Regions from separate parts of the Mus musculus genome. Here region 1 is linked to region 2. Evidence: chromatin contacts called from public ChIA-PET data. All regions are on one chromosome and are shown on one strand. Each heading gives the region's core, a stretch centred on a gene start, on an enhancer-like site or on the middle of the called end of the contact. The rest is flanking DNA. Distances are from core to core; before and after follow the strand shown.

Region 1 (3,733 bases), core at 191-2,690, 170 kb before region 2:
CAGTATGCGTTTATTCAGTGGGCGGGGCCAGAGGACAACAGAAGAACAGAATAGGTTCACTCCGTCCACCACGTGTGTCCTGGAGTCTGACTGAACTCAGGTCATCCGACTTGGCAGCAAATGCCCTTATCTGCTGAGCCATCTCACTGACCCAGATAATCTAAAATTTAAAATAAAACATCCTCAGTTTTTTGGTTGTTTTTTTTTTAATGTTTTACGTTTGTGGTATTAGACATGCACAATAACCTTCTAAGAATAATAGGCACTAAATAAACCCACTAAAAGGGACCTGCTCAGACCCATTCCACCAAGAACATGATTTGGGACCCCCCAACTTTCCTTTTCAGTTGTGAATCAATTCTCCTTTTGAACATGGAAAAAATATGTTGAAATAAATGGAATTTGCCTTGTATAATCAGTAACAGGCCCACGGTTTTAAATCAGTTTGATGCGTCTATTTTTAGGTAGCAAAATCACTGCCTTCCAATGAGCACTTCAAAGTCATCAGACACTGAGCGCGCTGGACTTTATACTTATTAGGAAGAAATTTTTTTTAAAAAAACGAACGGCTTTTTGTAAATGAAAGTTGCAACATCAATTGTGCGTCAGGTGTTGGGAGAGAGAGCTCTCCGCTCCTGCCAAATATGCAAAGGGGAAAAAAAGAAAAACAAACAAAAACTTTCCTAACCTAAGCCTGAGGTTGCTTGGGGGTCCCATGAAGGGGGTCTCCAAAGATGATTTCAGAAAGCTGACGGAAAACTCAAAACGCTCTTCTGCAACGCCTTCTGAAGAATTCCAAGAATGTTATCTTTTACCAGGGTCCAGGAGGCGCCGGGCGCCTTCCCGCTAAATACCCTAGGAAAGGATGCAGCTCCAGATAGGTCCTTTGGGGTCGCGCTAGCGCGGCCCGCGAAGACAAGCACGTGGCGCCAGAGGAAGGCTCGGCCCCCGGGCCAGCAGCTCTGATTGGTCAGTGGCTGCCAGGGCCGAGAATGCACCTGAGCAGAGTCCAGAACAAGAGGGCACTGAGGGGAACAGCAGCTACGCGGGCAACTCCCCGAGCTGCAGGTCCAGCGCGTTGGCCCCACGAACGCAGCCACCAACCAGCTGCGCCAGCCCACGTGGGCCTTGGCTCACTGCGAGTGCCATCTCCCTCCTCCCCCACGTAGGGCAGCTCTCACCTCAGCGCTTGTGGCGCTTCCACCTTGAGCTTTTTGGGCTTGGGCTCGTCCGCAGCTGCCATCTTCACACTCTCACCGTAGTTTGGCTCTGCCGCGCGTCCCGCCCCTCAGTCCGGTGGCCCCGCCCCTCAGCTCGTCACCGCCCCCTTTCCACTAAGCCCCGCCTCTCCAAGCTCCGCCCAATCCGTGACTCTAGTCCATAACCATTGGCTCTACGCGCTTCCCTACAGGACCTCGATTACTACGGTAAGGGACCCCAAACGGAGTTAGGCTGCGGGTGAGCGCCTGCGCTCAGGGAGTGCCAACCTCCCCGTTCCTTCAGCCCCTGAGTAATGTGGAAGAGTCAGATCTTCAACCTCTGTAGACACCGAGCCTCTCACTGAACGCCGTTCCGCTCGTTGTGTCTATCTAGTCCAGCCGACCTCCTTGGTGCCTCTGCGGCTGCTAGTCAGGCAATCTGCTGGGCACTCCGAGCGCGGGGTCCTCGCGGCATTCTCTGCTGCTTCAGCTGCGGTGCAGAGAGGACCCGGCACCGAATCACTGAGTCGCCCAGGTGTCGGGGTGAGTGTGAGGGCGGGGAGTCTCCGGGCTGGAGACCTCTCCAAAGCCGGGGAGTAGACCGCATAGCTCCGGCTCGGGACTCTAGCCTGGGCTCCAGGAGCGTCCCCGCTGCTGTGCACCGGGGCCGCGCCTGCCCGGCACGTCCGGGCTTTCTAGCCAGCTGGGCCGGAAGGGAGCGGTGCACCTGCCACGTAGGGTTCTCGGACCCTGGACCCCAGGCACGGGAAATGTCATCTATAGTGAGGTGCAGTACCGACGACTTGAATTTGTAGGACCCCAGGTTTGGCCTTGGAGGGCAAGTCCCCTGAAGAAGCTAAGAACGCTCTCTTTATAGGGTGGCGCCTGCGTGAGCTGGCCTGGGATGGGGAAACAGTGAGTAGGGTGTTGCAGCTTCTCAGGAGACAGGTGACAGGGCTGTAAACTAAGAAGGTGGCCTGGAGAATGGAAACATAATGAGGGGTGGGCTGATTGGATGCAGTGGATTTGTTTGATATTGAAGCTTTAACTTCCTAGTTGAGAAGTTGAGTCACTGTAAAAATCCGGCGTTCTCGCGGGGAAAGAATTTTTTTTTTTTTTTTTTGGTGGCATTTGGGATTTTGACTTGAAAACACATTACACAGAAGAAAAGGAATTTTCTGCAGGCAAATATATAAATCCTTCCTCTGTATTGAAAGAAGAAAACGTGCCCCCCTTTTGAGAGAGTCCCACTGCTATTATCGTCTGTTTCTCAGTGTCTTCCTGGTTTTTAAACATTTTTTTTTTACATTTATTTGTTTGTTGTATGTGTGTTGCATGCCACAATATACATGTAGAATTCAGAGACCAACTTCTGGGCCACAATTCTCTCCTTCCACCATGAGGGTCTTAGTGCTCAAACTCAGGTCCTTAGGCTTGCTAGCAGACACCTTTTTTGATGAGCCATCTCAGTCTCCTTATCTTTGTTTTACCTACTTGCTGCTTTTAGCTAAGAACCACACTGCTATGCCGTTGCCAACATCCTACTGAGTTATCACTAAAATTACTTTAACCAACATCACCCATCACATCAAATATGACAATCATATATTCTCGGTATAGATTTAAAAAAAAAAGTCTTGGAGCTGGAGAGATGGCTTGTCAGTTAAGAGCACTAGATGCACTTTTGATGAACCAGGTTCAATTCCTGGCCCTCACACAGTGGCTGACAACTGTCTGTAACTCCAGTCCCACGGGGATCCTACTCCCCCTACTGGCCTTCTTGGGCACTGCACACTCAGTGTACAGATACATATGCAGACAGAGCACCCATACAAATACAATAAAAACTTAAAGAAAAAAAACAAAACTACTTGCGAATCAGAAAAGTTAACCCCCTTTTAATGCATAAGACATAGATATATTTTAAGTAGGCATGTGTTTTGGGGTTTTTTTTTTTTTTCTAATTTGTGTGGGAGATGCTGCAGAGAACCCAAGTTCAGGTCTTAACAACCAATAACTCCAGGGAATCTGATGTACTTTTCTGGCCTCTGCAAGTACCTGCACTCACATGACATATACAAACAGAAATACATACAAAATTAAAGTTTAAAAAACTTGGGTTGTGAGCTGCCTGAGATGGGTGCTAGGAACTGAACTCTGGTCCTCGGCCGAAGCAGTAGATGGTTTTAATCCCACCCCCTGTATCTCCAGCTTTAAGGGATCCACTGTCCGCTCCTGGTCCTCATGGACCTGCATTTACATGCACAAACCCACACTCAAATACACATAATACACATCTAAATTATTGAAAAAAAAAGTCTTATCAAACAGTCTGTAGGGAACAGTATGATTTGCTGAGGGTAAAAGACTGGAAATGTTAGATCATTGGTGGCCAGCAGTCATGGCATATGCCTTTAATCCCAGCACTTGGGTGGTAGAGGCAAGCAGACTCTTGTGTTAGAGGCCAGCCTGGTCTACAGAGTGAATTCCAGGACAGCCGAGGTTACACAGAGAAACCCTATCTTGAGAATAAA
Region 2 (3,422 bases), core at 820-3,319:
CCCTGAGCGATCGATCCTTTACTGCTCTGACCTTCCTGGTGGATCTTCTTGCTTTCAGCTCTGCAGCATGTAAAAACAGCTTTTCTGATTTGGTGTGGTGTGGCGTTGTGTTTTGTTGTTTTGTTCCGCTTTGCTTTTTTTCCTCCTGTTTTTTCTTTCATTTTTAAAAAAAAAATACAGAGTCTTATGTGTCCTGGGCTAGCCCATAGAAGCGAGTCCTGGGCTAGCCCATAGAGGAAAGGGTGTTTTCACCTCCCAGCTGCTGAGATTACAGGCAGCTCAAACCAGCTTTTCAATATTTAATTTCCTGGCCCTTCAAGTCAACTACTGTTACAAGTTCCCTAGTTTTATCTACACTAATTTACAGATTATACCTCTTCAGAAAAACAAAAAACAAAAAACCCTTTTAAGCCAGACTCTACGCTTAGAGCATTAACTGCAAACGTGGTAACCAGCAGGGGGTCCCAGTGAGCCCAGAGGCCCTGCTGTTCAGAGAACAGTCTCCCACATGTGATGAGAACTGGGGTCCTTTGTTTCAGAATTACTATCTTGAGACTTCCTTTTCAAAAGTAGGGGTGTGTTCCACAGACCGAGTGACTCCCAGATACAGAGGTAAAGGGGTGCACTGCCACAAATGCTTTGGTAGAACCAGATGCGATGATCTCACCAGTAAGCCAGCGCAGGAGAGGCTCCGGGAGAAGATCAAACATTTGAAGCCAGCCTGAGCTCCATAGCAAGACCCCATCTTGAAATAAAACCAAAAAGCTTTGATGGAGGGTGGGGTAGAGTATGTCCTGGAAGAAGAGAAGCCAGAGACAAACTTTGCCTGCCTTGTAGTTTAGCCGAGTCTCCTGAACACCGAGGGTGGGTTATTTCTTTGTTTATACATTTATTTTGCAAGAGTCTCACTGTATAGCCCTCACTGGCCTCGAACTCACTATGCAAATCAGGCTGGCCTCAAACTCATTATCTGGCAGGATAATGATCTGAATGCCTCTGCCTCTCAAGTGCTAGGATTAAAGGCTTGTACCACCATGCCCATGTTGGACTATTGGGCTTCGTAAGAACTTGAGTTAACGGGACAATTCTGTTTATCCTGAGTCTTGAGCTTGTCTCTGCTCCTCATTTGGAAACTGAACATACCCCAGGAGAGCAGATCTGCCTCTTTTAAGGGAAGAGAATCACAGAAGAGTAAACTCAGGGTGGCGTGTGACTCAGGAACTAGTTGTGATGAGAAGCCAGTGGTACACACCCTCCTCACATGGCAGCTCTGCCTGCTGCCTTCCTCAAGAGGAACAAGAAGTGGATGCTCTATGTCTGAGGGGTTTTTTGCTTTGGTTTTTTTTTTTTTGTTTTGTTTTGTTTTGTTTTTTTGTTTTTTTCTTCCAATAGCTGCAGATACTGATGGCCTATTTTTGATCTGTTCCTGTCACTGTCTCCTCCGTGGAGGGGACAGTTGGCCCCACAGGTTGACCGCTGAGCTTGAGCCTCAGGCTGGCAGGGAGGCTGCAGCTCAAAACACCGGGGCACCCAGGGGAAACATTATCCTGCCAGAGCCGAACAAGGAACTGAGTGTTTAGAATAACTTCAAGAAAGTCGTGGGCGTTTCCTCTGTCAGGGAAACAAGAAACCACAGTGAGATAATGGATAGCTATATTCAGGTCACAGATTATCAGCTGCCACTGCTGCTTCCTGTTCAGAATTCGATGAAACTTTCTAGTCACTGAGCCTTGTGGGTACTGTGAGGGTGAGTGCTATAGGGCTTCAGAGTTCTGCCTGGGGCTCTGGCTTAGCCCAGAGGTGGGAACTGGGTCTTTTTGGGGGCTGGGTGGGGGGTGGACAAAGCTTCACATGTCAGTCCTTATTTGTTTGCTGTCTGTTTTGTTTTGTTTCTGAGGCATGGTCTTATGTAGGCTAAGCTGGATTCAGACTCTATGCACCAAGGATGGCCTTGAACTTCTGCTCCTTGTATATCTACCTCTTGAGTGCTGGAATTGCCTGTGTGCACCACCACAGCCAGTGTGTGCTGTGCTAGGGATAGAACTGACGACTTCCTACAAGTTAACCAAACCTCCTACCAGCTGAGCCACACCCCAAGCCCTGGGATCCAGTTCTTAAAAGAGAAGATGGTGGATAAGGGACCAAGAGCAAGGGTTATTTTTTTTTTTTTTTACTACGTTTACAGTATTTGTCAGGCTCTTGAGCTACGAGATTTCCGTGCATTCGCCTGGTTGATTCCAAAAACCACCTATGAGAAAGTAATGTCCATACGTGACAGTGCCACACCTGGGAACCAGACCGGGACTTTTCTATTTTCTCCCTCCTCTGTCCCCCCTTTTCTTCCTTCCTCTCCTCTTTCTTTCCTTCTTCCCTCTTCTTCTTCAACTTCTCTCTCTTTCTCTTTCTAATTTACATACATTTCTATCATTCCTTGGAGTTCTGTCATTCATACCTCTTTCCAGAAAATAGTTGCTGCTGCTCTGACTCCCAGACACACTAATTTTTAATATTTGTTTGTTTGTTTATTGGTTTTAGGAGACAGGATTTCTCACATAGTTCTGGCTGTCCTGGAACTCACCAAGTAAAGCAGTAGGGGTTCAAACTCAAAGATCCAGTGCCCCCCCCTCCTGAGTGGGATTAAAGGTGTGTGCCGCCACCACCACCTGGCAATAACCAAAGGTTTTGGCTTCTGTCCTCCAGTGTTGGTTTTTACTCATTCCTGAACTTCAGACCAGTATTCTTGTATCCAGCTTGATTTTCTTCACAAAGTCTATCTGAGATGTATATATAGTGTATGTACCACCATGTTGCTCCAATTTTACTACCAAGTAGCATTCCATTTTGTGAATTTACACTTCAGTTTATTTATCTAGTGGATTTGGATCCCCTGCCCCAGTTTTAGGTTATTTTGAATAACACTGCCATGAACAGTCTCCTTAGTTGGGGATATTTAACATTTTATTAAACACTGTAGTGTCAGAGATATGGGGGCCATCCCATACTCCCAGAAACCCTAGACCAGTGTTCTAGTTCTTTCACACTCTTGACAACACACAAAATTATTGTTCTGTTCATCTCAGCCGTTACAGTGAGTGCAAGAATTGGGTCTTTCTGATTCCAAAGCCTATGCAGCATTATAAAATCCTGGGGTGGAGCTCCTGCTGTATGTGTGGCTCTCTGTGGTGGAGGGGAATGAGAGAACAGAGAGATGCACTCCTGGCAGAAGGAATGGAAAGGGACTGCTTAAGACAGCTGGGTGCCAAGAAGCCAGCCTCCTCTATCATTTCTTGATTGGGTGCAACATGCCATTTTCTAGGAACAGCACTGCTGGAGAAAGCTCTCTTGTGGCTTCTGGTACAAAGGCATGCCAAGTGTGTGGCCAGTATGGTTAGAGCCTACTGTAGAGTCAGCCCTGTTCTTCC

The links. ChIA-PET counts read pairs in DNA pulled down with a chosen protein or histone mark.
Region 1: a contact with region 2 is called in an RNA polymerase II ChIA-PET map of memory CD8 T cells, with 61 read pairs. The contact joins the promoter of Ap3m1 here to the enhancer-like site in region 2. A contact is called at or near these places in 1 of 39 promoter capture datasets (the C10 cell line), 1 of 15 datasets of contacts at CTCF or cohesin (large pre-B cells), 1 of 484 Hi-C or Micro-C datasets (muscle stem cells), 7 of 115 datasets of contacts at active chromatin or transcription factors (CD8 T cells, DN3 thymocytes, the HPC-7 cell line and 4 more) and 3 of 9 other capture datasets (adipose tissue, embryonic stem cells and liver).

Annotation. Positions count from the first base shown.
Region 1 is chr14:21,050,149-21,053,881 of GRCm38.p6, reverse strand. It overlaps Ap3m1 (adaptor-related protein complex 3, mu 1 subunit), which reads left to right and starts at 1,440. Exons shown (of 9, transcript NM_018829.4): 1 at 1,440-1,742. It overlaps Adk (adenosine kinase), which reads right to left and starts at 1,308. Exons shown (of 11, transcript NM_134079.4): 1 at 1,182-1,308. The coding sequence starts at 1,243.
Region 2 is chr14:20,883,523-20,886,944 of GRCm38.p6, reverse strand. No RefSeq gene overlaps it. Among named protein-coding and RNA genes, the nearest start is that of Gm30212, 3.2 kb to the left of the region's middle. Within about 2 kb of position 2,069, at least 21 of the 459 cell types and tissues checked have an H3K27ac peak or open chromatin away from gene starts, as enhancers often do. A contact at or near this core is called in memory CD8 T cells, where this site is marked.